3 separate regions of the Mus musculus genome follow, and all the other regions are linked to region 1. A link is a contact called in public HiChIP or PLAC-seq and promoter capture Hi-C data. All regions are on one chromosome and are shown on one strand. The core of a region is the stretch at or near the end of the contact, and the rest is flanking DNA. Distances in the headings are between cores, read along the strand shown. Region 1 holds the start of Ciz1 (CDKN1A interacting zinc finger protein 1). Region 2 has its middle 13 kb from the start of Prrc2b. Region 3 has its middle 21 kb from the start of Fam102a.

What was found. Promoter capture Hi-C pulls out the DNA fragments that hold promoters and counts their contacts. HiChIP or PLAC-seq counts read pairs in DNA pulled down with a chosen protein or histone mark.
Region 2: an H3K4me3 HiChIP or PLAC-seq map of embryonic stem cells shows a contact between it and region 1, with 8 times the contacts expected there. The contact joins the enhancer-like site here to the promoter of Ciz1 in region 1. A contact is called at or near these places in 9 of 39 promoter capture datasets (the 3T3-L1 cell line, 3T3-L1-derived adipocytes, the C10 cell line and 5 more), 2 of 15 datasets of contacts at CTCF or cohesin (embryonic stem cells and pro-B cells), 27 of 484 Hi-C or Micro-C datasets (B cells, the G1E-ER4 cell line, the N1E-115 cell line and 12 more), 9 of 115 datasets of contacts at active chromatin or transcription factors (T-cell acute lymphoblastic leukemia, Th17 cells and embryonic stem cells) and 3 of 9 other capture datasets (adipose tissue, liver and pancreatic islet).
Region 3: a contact with region 1 is called in a promoter capture Hi-C map of pre-B cells, with 2.7 times the contacts expected there. The contact joins the enhancer-like site here to the promoter of Ciz1 in region 1. A contact is called at or near these places in 7 of 39 promoter capture datasets (3T3-L1-derived adipocytes, the C10 cell line, embryonic stem cells and 4 more), 1 of 15 datasets of contacts at CTCF or cohesin (the NIH/3T3 cell line), 5 of 115 datasets of contacts at active chromatin or transcription factors (SST interneurons, bone marrow-derived macrophages, embryonic stem cells and 2 more) and 3 of 9 other capture datasets (adipose tissue, liver and pancreatic islet).

Annotation. Positions count from the first base shown.
Region 1 is chr2:32,361,080-32,365,103 of GRCm38.p6, reverse strand. Ciz1 (CDKN1A interacting zinc finger protein 1) reads right to left here and starts at 1,906. Exons shown (of 17, transcript NM_028412.2): 1 at 1,806-1,906; 2 at 1,125-1,299; 3 at 770-885. The coding sequence starts at 1,294.
Region 2 is chr2:32,135,797-32,139,820 of GRCm38.p6, reverse strand. No RefSeq gene overlaps it. Among named protein-coding and RNA genes, the nearest start is that of Prrc2b, 13 kb to the left of the region's middle. Within about 2 kb of position 1,825, at least 336 of the 459 cell types and tissues checked have an H3K27ac peak or open chromatin away from gene starts, as enhancers often do. A contact at or near this core is called in B cells, the G1E-ER4 cell line, the N1E-115 cell line and 10 more, where this site is marked.
Region 3 is chr2:32,512,127-32,516,150 of GRCm38.p6, reverse strand. No RefSeq gene overlaps it. Among named protein-coding and RNA genes, the nearest start is that of Fam102a, 21 kb to the left of the region's middle. Within about 2 kb of position 1,685, at least 63 of the 459 cell types and tissues checked have an H3K27ac peak or open chromatin away from gene starts, as enhancers often do. A contact at or near this core is called in adipose tissue, bone marrow-derived macrophages, embryonic stem cells and 2 more, where this site is marked.

The DNA of each region.
Region 1 (4,024 bases), core at 657-3,156:
TACCGCTTGGATTTGTTTGTTTGTTTTCAATGATTTTATGTTTTAGGATTTATCTTAAATTTTCATTCACGTGTTGTATTGGAGCTGCCCTTGGAGGCCAGATAAGGACGGTGGATCCCCTGGAGCTGGAGTCACAGGCATCAGGAGTTGCCCTGTGTGGGTGATGGACCCTAACTCAGGCCCTCTGCAGAGCAGCAAGAACTCCTGCCCTCTGACCCATGACCTCTGACCCATCTCTCCGGCCCCCGTGGGTTTTTACTGTTGCTGTTGTTGTTTTTCTATTTTAATACATTATTTTCACTATGACAAGCATAACTTTTAAAATGGGAAAAGAAAAGGTGGTGTACATATGTGCATATTGTGACCTGCTGTGGGATTTTTTTCTCTCTCGAATCATCCACGCATCTTTTGAAAGTCACCCCGAAAGGCTGTCCACGCTGGGGTCCTGGTAGGGATACCAAGTGATGGCTGTCTAATTAGCTTCTACCTGTGTTGTGACTATGGGCACATGGTCCCTCTTCTGGGCCTCAGGTTGCTATCCTCATTTGTAGAGGGGGGTTACGGGTGTGCCTCCCCTTAGGTTTATCAGCAGAGGCAGGAACGGCCAGCACCGTAGCCCGGTAACCCTGTACTTAGCAGAGTAGCCTGTGGACTTCATCTCCTGGGAGCCTGGTATCTTCATCTATAAGGATGCTGTTAGGGCCGCTGTGAGTGTTGGTAAGAATGAATGGGTTAGGAAGAAGCTGAGGGCCACGGGGAACTGCCATACCTTGCAACTGCTGTAGGAGCAAAGCTCTTTGCAGCATGGGGCCATTGAGCAGGGAGGTCGAGTGGAGGCCCTGGAGACTCAGAAGCTGTTGCGGGGATGACTGCTGGGGGAGGCCCCTGTGTGATGGGAGTAGGGTGTCAGAGGGGTCCTGGGAAAGCCATCTACCCGGAGGTCTCTCACCTCCATTCTCTCCATCTCAATGGCAGATGGAGGATCCCCTCCAAGGTAGAAACTGATGACATTTAATACTCAAACAAGGATGCCCCTGGGGAAAAAATAACTACTGGGAGCCAGGCTCCAAAATGTGGGTCTGAGCCGTCAGACCTCAGACTGCTCCTGGAAGTGGAAAACTCACCGGCTGACAGGAATGGACAAGGAGGCCTGTGGTGGGGACTGTTGCAGCAGCTGTTGGAGCTGCAGTATCTGCTGTTGCTGCTGCTGGAGCTGCTGCTGCTGGAGCTGCTGCTGCAACTGTTGCTGCTGCTGCTGCAACTGTTGCTGCTGCTGGAGTTGCGGGTTGAACATGGTGGCTGAAGGGGGTATGGTGGGTAGGGTCAGATCACCACTTTGGGATGATCCAGCTTCTCTCCCCTCCCAAAACACCCACCCCAGCATAACGCCTGCTAAGCTTCACCGCTACACAGTCCCACCCACGCCAAGAGCACGCTGCATTTATACCCGGGGCTTCGGGGCTTCCAGTTCTTCCGGTCAGCTGCCAGAACAGGATACACACACAGACACGCCTTCAGTTCTTTATCTTCCCTCCCATCTCTTCAACTCTGGCGGTCCAACCTTCTAATCGGAGCACACCTTTCCACTCCCATCTCCTGCCTGTCAGTCACTCTACACTTCCTGGTGCTTCCCGTGCACACTTCCCTGTTTTGGATTCCGCTGTCCTCTCCCTAAATTGTGTCACTTAAATCCATGAACCCTGGATGGGAAACGCTTCCGTCCGCCGCAGCACACCCCCACCCCGCTCCGTTGTCCCTCATCCCTCCACTCCCTTCCCTCGCAGATATAGCCAACGCCACTTAACTAATCCTGTGGCCTCGCCTGTCCACAAAGCCCGTAGGCTCTCTGCAAGTAGCCGCTATCCCTGCGGTCCACCCTTCCCGGGGTGCCCAACCCTCCTCCACTGTCGCTTCCGGGGCGGGCACCACACTGGCTCCCCCTCACCTCCCGGCAATCCACGAAAACCGAAACCGTGAAAGCCACGAGCTGACTCGTAAGGCGGGCTCCGGAGCTCCCGGGCTGCTCGGGACGGTGACCGGACCGGGACACTCCGAAGGCCCAGCGGCTGGCCACTCCCGCGCAGAGCGCCCTCTGGAGGTGCGGAGGCCTCAGCGCGGACGCCGCGGCGGGCGAACAAGCCTCGCGCGCAGGTCACGTCGCGGGGACCGCGACCAATCTGCAATCGCTAGAGCCGCGGTGGCTCCCAGGTGCTATGAGGCGCCGGGCAGCGTAGGCTCCTGTCCCCAGATCCCAGCATCGGGAAGGGGCGATTCTGAGTTCCCACGGCCGTCTGTTTATCTGGCAGGGGCAAAGGGGACCGACAGTCGGTCAGATCCCAACTGACCTCCCCAATGCCACCACTGTCCCCAGATCCCGAGCCCGCGTGGGGCTGGGACAAGAGCAAGCGGGCGCGCGTATGTGTGGTGAATTCAGCTTTAAAAAAATAGTTTTGTTTTTTACATTTTTTTAAAAAAGATTTAGTTTATGTGTATGAGTGTTTTGAACGTATGTGTATCTGTATATCGTGTATATCTTGTACATCCTGGAACTAGAGTTAGAAACATTTGTGAATTGTCTTGTGAGTGCTAGGAATCGAACCCAGCTCCTCTGCAAGAACAAGTGCTCTTAACCACTGAGCTATCTCTCCTCATCCCCGTTTTTTGTTTTTTTGTTTTTGTTTTTTTTTGTTTTTTGTTTTTTTTTGGTTTTTTTTTTTTTTGGTTTTTTTTTTTTTTTTTTTGGTTTTTGGTTTTTTGAGGCAGGGTTTCTCTGTATAGCCCTGGCTGTCCTGGCACTCACTTTGTAGACCAGGCTGGCCTCGAACTCAGAAATCCGTCTGCCTCTGCCTCCCGAGTGCTGGGATTAAAGGCGTGCGCCACCACGCCCGCCTCTCACCCCCGTCTTTTAAATATGTATTCTTATTTCAGGTGTATGAATGTTTTGCCTGCATGTATGTGTGTGTACTTTGTATGTGCCTAGTGCTTGCAGAGGTCTAAAGAGGGCATCTGATCCCCTAGGAAGAAGTTTGTGGATGGTTGTGAGCCACCTGTGGGAGTGCTGGGAGCTGAACCTGGGTCCTTTGGAAGAAGAACAAACGTTAACCACTTAACAAGTTCCCAAGCCTCTGATTTCCTTTTCCGTTTCATTGTGTTGTGTAGCAATGGCTACATATGGAAACTCACTATAGACCAGACTGGCCTCGAATTCACAGAAACCCGCTGGCTTCTGCCACCACGTCTGACACAGTTACTTTCTTTAATGGCTCTTACCTGCCCCTAAAAAGGTCCTGCCACTGCGGACACCCCTTAGCCCCACTGGTCTTGGCAATTCTTTTATCTTGTTCATCCCCCCACTTCGCGCCCAGTGTAGACTGAGAGGACTGGCCGCTCGGCGGCGCTAGGGACCGCAGAGGACAGATCACTACTGCGCAGTCAGGTGACTGCGCTAACCTGAGGCTCGGGACTCGCCCGGGGGTAATGGGCTCAGGAGGCGAGAGTTCTCGCTCCACTGGGACCTCTTTCGCAGTTGTTGGCGTTAATAGCACTAAAGTGGCTCATCCTGGCCAGAGCGAGCTGGGATGGCCGCGGCTGGGGGTCTGCGGCTGGGGTCTGCGTGTTTAGGAAGCTTGAATGGCGTAATCATCCTTGAAGGATAGGCGTATCTAAGTGACAGGAGTAAATTCATCGGTCGGAAAACTTCCGTGAACCCAGCACATGGGGAGGCAGAAGCAGGGGGGTCGCTAGCCAGCAATAATAATAATAAATAATTAGTAATAATAGTTGTTGTTATTTTAAAGTTAAAAAAAACAAAACAAAACACAAACAAACCGCACTCTAGCTTGGCTGGGCATAGTGGCCCCAGCCTATAACCTTAATGCTTGAGAGGCAGAGGCGGACTAGTAAGACACTGCGGCAAATAAATAAATAAATAAATAAATAAATAGATGCTGCGCCCTGGTTGGAGCACACGCGCAGGTAGTGAAGGTGGAGTCAGGATCGCCTTAGCCATCTGGCTTTGCGACCC
Region 2 (4,024 bases), core at 576-3,075, 230 kb after region 1:
CTCTGTCGTAACTTCCCAGTGTAAGGTAGGTTTGAGATGGTCTCAGGTCCAGCTGCCTGGATATAGCAGCCAAAGGCAGGATGGAGTACTTAAATCACTGGTCCACAGTCACAAAGGATGGATGCTACTGGGATACAGGTCTTCCACACCCCAGTGGACACCAAGCTCAGACAATCGCCACAGGGGGAATGACAAACCAGGGGGGCCCAGGTGTGCATCAAGAATAATGAGAGAGTAGGGTTCTCTGAGCCAGGTCCCCATAGGTCAGGGGCCCGTGGAGTTCCATGCAGAGCTGTGAGCAATGGCTTTTCCCAGATGCTCGGCCCTAGCCTCAACTCTCAGGAGAGGTTACAGGTTCTAGTATTTTCAAAGGAGAATTAACTAATGAAATACCAGACAGTTTGGCTAAGTCTCGGGCCAGGCGGCTGCAATGTTTCTGGCCCTTATTGACTTCTTTAGCCTCATTTCTTCCCTGTTTCCTTTTTACCCACAAGGCTTTTCCTCACCTCTGGACCTCTGATGGTGTGAATCCTTCCCATTTCCTGTTAACTCCCTTCGCATGGGTGTGTCCTACCCACCCCTCCGGACTCAGCTTGCTGGTGTTCCCCATGGGTACCTATCTCCAAATTACCACTGTCAGATTTTCTGATTTCCCTCCCTTGGTCCTCACTTAACTGCTTAGGAGACTGGAGATAGCAGTCTGGTGGTGTGCACTGGGGGAGGAGGAGATAGTGTTGTGATGTCCATGTTCATTGCTTATTATGGGTTAGGCATCATTCTGAACATGTTGATACAAACTCACTTGATCTTCACAAGAATCTAGAGACAGCTTCTGTTTATACCTTCATTCTAAAGAAGATATTGTATGAAAGGGTTACATGCCTTGCTTGAAATAGCTAAGAATGTATGTTCAGGGCCTGGCCTCAACCCAGGCAATCTGTCTCCAGGGCTTACACACACATTTGCCAGGCGCCTGCCTCTCTACAGACAATAAAAGGAAAGTCTGCAGAGTGAAGTGCTGCTACCCCGGGGGAGGGTACAAAAGGACCCTCTGGGGTAAAAGAGGGAAACATGATCTTTTTATTTCTGATTATCTGATCTAAAAAAAACAAAACCAAAAAAACCACTTCAGTAATATGCAGCATACAGACTGACCAGGGACCCTTATCTCAGCTGAGGGTCAATCCATGTAAATCCATATTAGTACAATTTCATATTGTTCTGACTTCCTCAAAGAACCAAGCGGGCATCTGTTGCAGTGCTCGCTAAGTGGATTAATGCCCTAAGCGTTTTTGTCCTATTTAAACTAACGCTCATAGAGTGGATGAATTTTCAAAGAATCACATTCTAGAGGGTGTGGTGATGCTCGCTTGTAATCTCAGAACTCAAGGGGAGGAGGCAAAAAGATCAGTTCAAGATCCTCGTACACACAAGGAGTTCAAAGCCAGCCTAGGCTTTACTAGACTCTGTCTCAGAAAACAAAACAAAACAAAAAAAAAAAAAAATATATATATATATATATATATATATATATATATATATATATATATTTCATGCAGTGTACTACAGACGGGTCATCAAACCCAGGAATAGCACAGCCTGCAACGCCTCAGCGTTCCCGCGCATGCGCAGATCCGTGTTATCGCGGGGTAGAGGGTGGGGCCTTATAGCCGCATCCCTTTCCTTTCCCCCTCTTGTTTTTTTTTGGGGGGGAGGGGCAGGGGTTTACTGTCTCGCATTGTGATTGGACGAGCTATGGTCGGGGGTAAGCGATTGGGTGAAGTTTCTGCCTCTCTCCCAGAAATTTGCTCCGATTGGCTGAGATTCCGCGACGCGCTGTGAGGTCATCCGTACTGCGACGTCCGGCAGATTGTGGGGCTGGCAGCGCCCGGTTGTTATTGGCTGCTGTGCGGTCCGGGTCGCCCGGGATCCGGCCGCAGCGGGTTTCCTCGAGTTTGGAACCCAGGCTTGGTAACTTAGTAAGCAGCTAGGAGCAGTCAGTCCCCTGCAGATACAGAACACCGGGCTGTCTGTCTTGTGTTTCAGAGACGGGGTTTCTCACTCAAGTCACGCTCTGTCTGGGCAGCGAGCTGCTGAAGTCATCCTCCTGTCTCCGCCTTTCCAGCTCTGCGGTTTTCCACCACGCATGGTGCTGGAGATTGAAATCACGTCCTCCTGCCTTCATGGCTAGCCGTTTTCCCACCGAACTCTTTCCTTAGCCACCACTAGTCAAAGGCCAGTTGCTGGGCGGCCTTATTAACCGGTCTCTGGTGGCAGGAGAGGAACTTCAGGGGAAGTGTAACCAGCCAAAGGCTTTGCAAAGTTGGTCTGAAGTTCTGAGGCCTGTAGAAAGCGAATCGTACCCAACCACATTTTGTTATTGATCTTGTTTGGTTTTTTGTTTTTCCAAGGCAAAATCCTCTCTATAGTCTTGTTTGTCCTGGTTCTGACTTAAAAAAAACACCAGGTATGAACATGAGGCACATGTATACGTGCAGACAAAATACTCATGCACATCAAATACATATCTAACAAAACCACAAAATAATAATAAAAGTGGAGAGCTATTAGGAAGGCATGTAAGGTCGCCTGTGGCCTCCAGGAGTTCATGCAGAAATGTTATAAATTAGCTGGGCGGTGGTGGCACACGCCTTTAATCCCAGCATTTGGGAGGCAGAGGGAGGATTTCTGAGTTCGAGGCCAGCCTGGTCAACAAAATGAGTTCCAGGACAGCCAGGGATACAGAGAAACCCTGTCTCAAAAACCAAACAAACAAACAAACAAAAAGTTATAAATTTGTCAAAGTGGACCAACTGTCCTCAGAGAAATGAGAATACTTGTACACAAAAGTTTATAACAGCTGTGACCAGAAAGATGTACCCACCCTCATTAGTCCCCAGCTCATGTGTGTTGTTACTGGACCTGCGTGGGGAATGGGCGGGTGTGACTAAGGATCCCAGCAAATACAGTGGAATCCTTGGGGCTGACAACAGTTGCAGAGGTGATTGATGGTTGTGCTCTTGGGACATGAGGAAGGGACCATGAGCTAAGGGACTAACGATAAACTCGACAGCATTTGGATCTCTTAAGAAGCAGACTGAAGGCTGGAAGATGGCTCAACGGGTAAGAGCACTGACTGCTCTTGCAAAGGTCCTGAGTTCAAATCCCAGCAACCACATGGTGGCTCACAACCACCTGTAATGAGATCTGACGCCCTCTTCTGGTGCATCTGAAGCCAGCTACAGTGTACTTAGATATAATAATAAATAAATCTTTAAAAAAAAAGATTGTTTTAAAAAGAAAGGAAGAAAGAAAGAAAGCAAGCAAGCAAGCAAGCCGGGCATGGTGGCGCACACCTTTAATACCAGCACTTGGGAGGCAGAGGCAGGCAGATTTCTGAGTTCAAGGACAGCCTGGTCTACAAAGTGAATTCCAGGACAGCCAGGGCTATACAGAGAAACCCTGTCTTGAAAAACCAAAAAAAAAAAAAGAAGAAGAAGAAGAAAAAGAAGAAGCAGCAGCAGCAGACTGGGTCAGGAGTTAGGGGTGGGGGAGGCTTAGAGGACAGGGTCACAAACGGCCTGAGAAAATTAAAACATGAAGGTATCATTTCTTATAAAAATAATTTTATTTTATGTGCATTGATGTGAGGGTGTCAGATCCCCTGAAACTGGAGGTACAGACAGTTATGAACTTCATGTGGTTGCTGGGAATTGAACCCAGGTCCTTGGAAGAGCAGCCAGTGCTCTTAGCCACTGAGGCATTTTTTTTTTTCCAAGACAGGGGTTTCTCTGTATAGCCCTGGTGATCCTGGAACTCGCTCTGTTGTAGACCAGGCTAGCCTTAAACTCAGAGATCCACCTGCCTCTGCCTCCTGAGTCTGAGTGCTGGGATTAAAGGTGTGCACCACCTTGGCCCAGCCTGTCAAAACAACAGAAAAACAACAAAACTGTAACAAATAAAACAGCAGCAATCTGTGGAGGATCTGAAATTTAGTTCTTCATCAGCAAATATCAAAAGCTGA
Region 3 (4,024 bases), core at 436-2,935, 150 kb before region 1:
TAGGAGATTACATGAGTGGGTGCCTGTGAGGTACTCGAGTGGGTGCCCGAATTGTAGAAGGGTTTGGGTCAGTGCTAAATTGACATTAAATACTTCTGGTTTGGCATGGAGACTTGACTTAGTGGTTAAGAGCACTTGATGCTCTTGCAGAGGACCCAGGTTTAATTCCCAGCACCCACACAGGGACACACAACCCAGGGGACCTGGCTAACCACCTAGGGTACCTGTCACACATGGGTGCAGTGCACTTAAAACACACAAACAAAATGTTCATATACATAAAATAATAAAATAAATTCTATTTTTTTTTGAGGTAGGGTTTCTCTGTATAACCTTGACTGTCCTGGAACTTGGTCTGTAGACCAAGCTGGCCTCAAACTCACAAAGTTCCTCACGTCTCTGCCTCCTAAGTCCTGGGATTAAATCCTGTGCCTCTGTGGCAGGTTTTAATTTTTTTTAATAAAAAAATAATGCTACACTGTGCAGTGGTGGCAGGTGTCTTTAATTCCAACACTCTGAGGAAGAGGCAGGAGGATCTCTAAGTTCAAGGCCTACCTGGTCTACAGAGTGAATTCCACGACAGCCAGGACTACATAGAGTGACCCTGTCTTGAAACAAACAAACAAACAAACAAGCACACACACACAAAACCAGAAAAGCAAAAACAAAAGCTAGTGGTTGGGTGATAGTCCCCTGAGCTCCCTGCCCTGGGGCTTGTCTGACAGCATCCTCCAGCGTGGGAACTGTTTAGCTGGTAGAAAGTAATATTTTTATGTTTATTTATGCAAACATGTACCATATGGGTGTGAGATCCCCGGGAACTGGACTTACAGACAAACAGTCGTGGGTGATGGGAACCAGAACCTCTGTAAGAGCAGCCAATGCTCTTAACTACTAAGCCATTGCTCCAGCCCCTTTCGACCGACAGGCTTTACTCTGTAGCCCAGGCTAGCCTGGAACTCACAGCAACCTTTCTAGCTCAGCATCCCCAGTGCTGGGATTACAAGCATGAGTCGCCAATCCGTGTGTGTACAACTCACCAGGAGTGGACACGAGTCCAAGGAAGCAGAGAAGAAAGCAGGCCGTCATTGGTCTGAGACTTCAACTGGCTTTCTAGGTACTTTTTGCTCCTCTAGGGCCCCCTGCCCTTATGTCTCCCCCTCCCCACTCTTTGTAGGGAAGAATTGCCCCTGACTGGATGGCAGAGGACAGTTGCAGGTATCAATCCTCAGGCAACTTTTATGGGGGGGGGGGGGGCGTCTCTCACCTGCCTGGAACTTTGCCACGTAAGCCAGGCAAGCTGTCTCAATTCTATTTCCATCTCCCTCTGCAGCTGGAATTTGCCTGGCTATTCCACCATGCACTGCTTTTTACTTGCGTTCTGGGGATCTGAACTGCAGTGTTCACTTTTGCAAGCACTTCAGTGACTGAGCCAGCTAGCCAGCCCCAGAGGAAGCTAAGTGTAGGAGGGGCCATCTGTCCCAAGGCAAACCTATGCATTTTCCACTACCTGGGCCTGCCTCTGCAGAGGAAACATCTCTGGCCCTGGGGCCGCCAGCACACCAGGGCGGGCACCAGTGATTTACTGATGTTCCGAGCCTGACCCTGTGCCTTCCGGGAAGCATCTGTGGCTTCTCCTGTCACTGCCACAGAGAGCCTGGGACAAGCTCTGCCAGCCAGCACAGGAAGCCCTTCAGTCTGTGTCATCTCCCGTCCCCGGCAGACAGGAGCCTCTATGAGGTCAGCAGGGACAGGCTCCACTCAGAGCCTCCTTTTTTTTTCTCTTGCAAAATAGAAATTGCTTTCTTTATTATACATATAAGTGCAGACGGGTGGGGTTTGTCCTTAAAAAAAATTGTTATGCAGAAGCAGGAAGGTTGAAAGAAAAAAGCCTCCTTACCTCTGATCCCATTTCCCAGAAAACACACAAGCACGCTCAGTCCTACCCCAGAAACGAAGTTGAACTGTACACGGTGTGAGACTCGAGATGTTTGAAGAGATAGGTCTCACTTTGTACCTCAAAGTGGCTAGGAACTCATTATGTGGCCCAAGGTGATTTCTAATTTGCTAAGGAAGCTGCCTCAGACTTCCGAATCTCAGGATTATAGATATAAACACCTCAGCTTTCATTTTGTTCTGTTTTATTTTTGAGACAGTTTCCTGTGTAATCAGGGTTGGCCCTGAACTCACCACAGTCTTTCTGCCTCAGTTTCCCAAGTCGGCATCTAATTTTCTAATTATTATTATTATTATTATCATTATTATCATTATTATTTTGGCTTTTTGAAGACAGGGTTTCTCTGTGTAACCCTGGCTGTCCTGGAACTCACTCTGTAGACCAGGCTGGCTTCGAACTCAGAGATCTGCCTGCCTCTGCCTCCCATGGGCTGGGATTAAAGGCATATGCCAGCACTGCCATGCTGGGCTCAAACTAGTTTTATTTTGTTTTGTTTTTAAAATATTTTATTTACTTTTGTGGGTATGACTGTTTTGCCTGTATGTGCTGGGAACTGAGCCCCGACCACCTGCAAGAACAGGGAGAAGCAAGCCATCTCTGAAGTGCCCAAAATAGTTTTAATAACTGCACAGTTTTTATTTAAAACTATTTTTTCCTTTTAACTTTTGCTGATATGCACTTCTTTAAACCCGGCACTTTAATCCCAGAGGCAGGAGAATCTCTGTGAGACTAGGCCAAGCAGGGTTACAAAGACAGACCCTGTCTCAAAAATAAATAAAAGCTCCCAGGGCAGCAGTGGGACACACCTTTAATCTCAGCAATCAGGAGGCAGAGGCTTGTGGGTATTTGAGTTCAAGGCCAGCCTGATTAAGAGCCAGTTGACTAGGACAGTCAAAATTTACAGAGAAACAGAGAAACCCTTTCTTAAAAAAACAACAAACCTCTCTCTCTCTCTCTCTCTCTCTCTCTGTACACGTACTCTCAGGAGCACTTGTTTTAGGGTGTGTGTGTGTGTGTGTGTGTGTGTGTGTGTGTGTGTGTGTGTAGATCAGAGAACAACTTTCAGGAGTTAGTTCTCTTTTCATGGCATTGGTCCATGGGTTCCAACTCAAGTCGGCAAGCTTTAAGGCAAACACCTTTTACCATCCGGTCAGCCCCCAATAATTTCCTGACATGATTTTCGCAACTTTATGACCCCCACCAGGAGCAGTGCAGTTCTAGGGACTGCGTCCTTCCTAGGACTTGGTGTTCTTAATCTTTTCTGTTTGGGGACCTGGGCGTGGCACAGTGCCACACTGGTCTCACTGTCACCTGTCCCCAGTATCTTGGTTACATCTCATTGCTGCAAAGAGATGCCCGACAGAAGCAACTTAGCGAAGGGAGGGCCAACTTGGCTAATGTCAGAGGGTGACGAGGATGGAAGTGCATGTTAGCTGAGGTGGGGCTTCTGGCACATGGGTCCTCAGTGAGAAGCAGACAGCCGTGTGAGCACCCGGTTTCCTTCCTGCTTCTCTCTTTTTTACTTATTCACTTAACATCCTGCTCACTTCTCCCCTCCTGGTCACCCCCTTCCACAGTTCTTCCCTCCATCTCCTCTGCTCTTCTCCTCTAAGGATGTGGGGCCTCCCTTGGGTATCTCCCCACCCTGACACTTCAAGTTTCTGCAGGGCTAGGTGCATCCTCTCCTTCTGAGGCCAGACAAGGCAGCCCAGCTAGAACATATCCCATGGACGGGCAACGGCTTTTGGGATAGTCCTCACTTCAGTTGTTCAGGACCCACATGAAGATTAGCTGCACATCTGCTACAGATGTGCAGGGGGCCTAGGTCCAGCCCATTATGTTCTTTGGTTGGTAGTTCAGACCCTGAGAGCCTGGAGGGTCCAGGTTAGTTGACTCTGCGGGTCTTCCTGTGGAGTTCCTATCCCTTCTGGGTCCCTCAATTTTTCTTCTAGTCTTCCATAAGAGTCCACAAGCTCCATCCACTGTTTGGCTCTGGGTCTGGTCAGCTGCTGGGTGGAGCCTCTCAGAAGACAACCATGCTAGACTCCTGTAGGCAAGCATAACAAA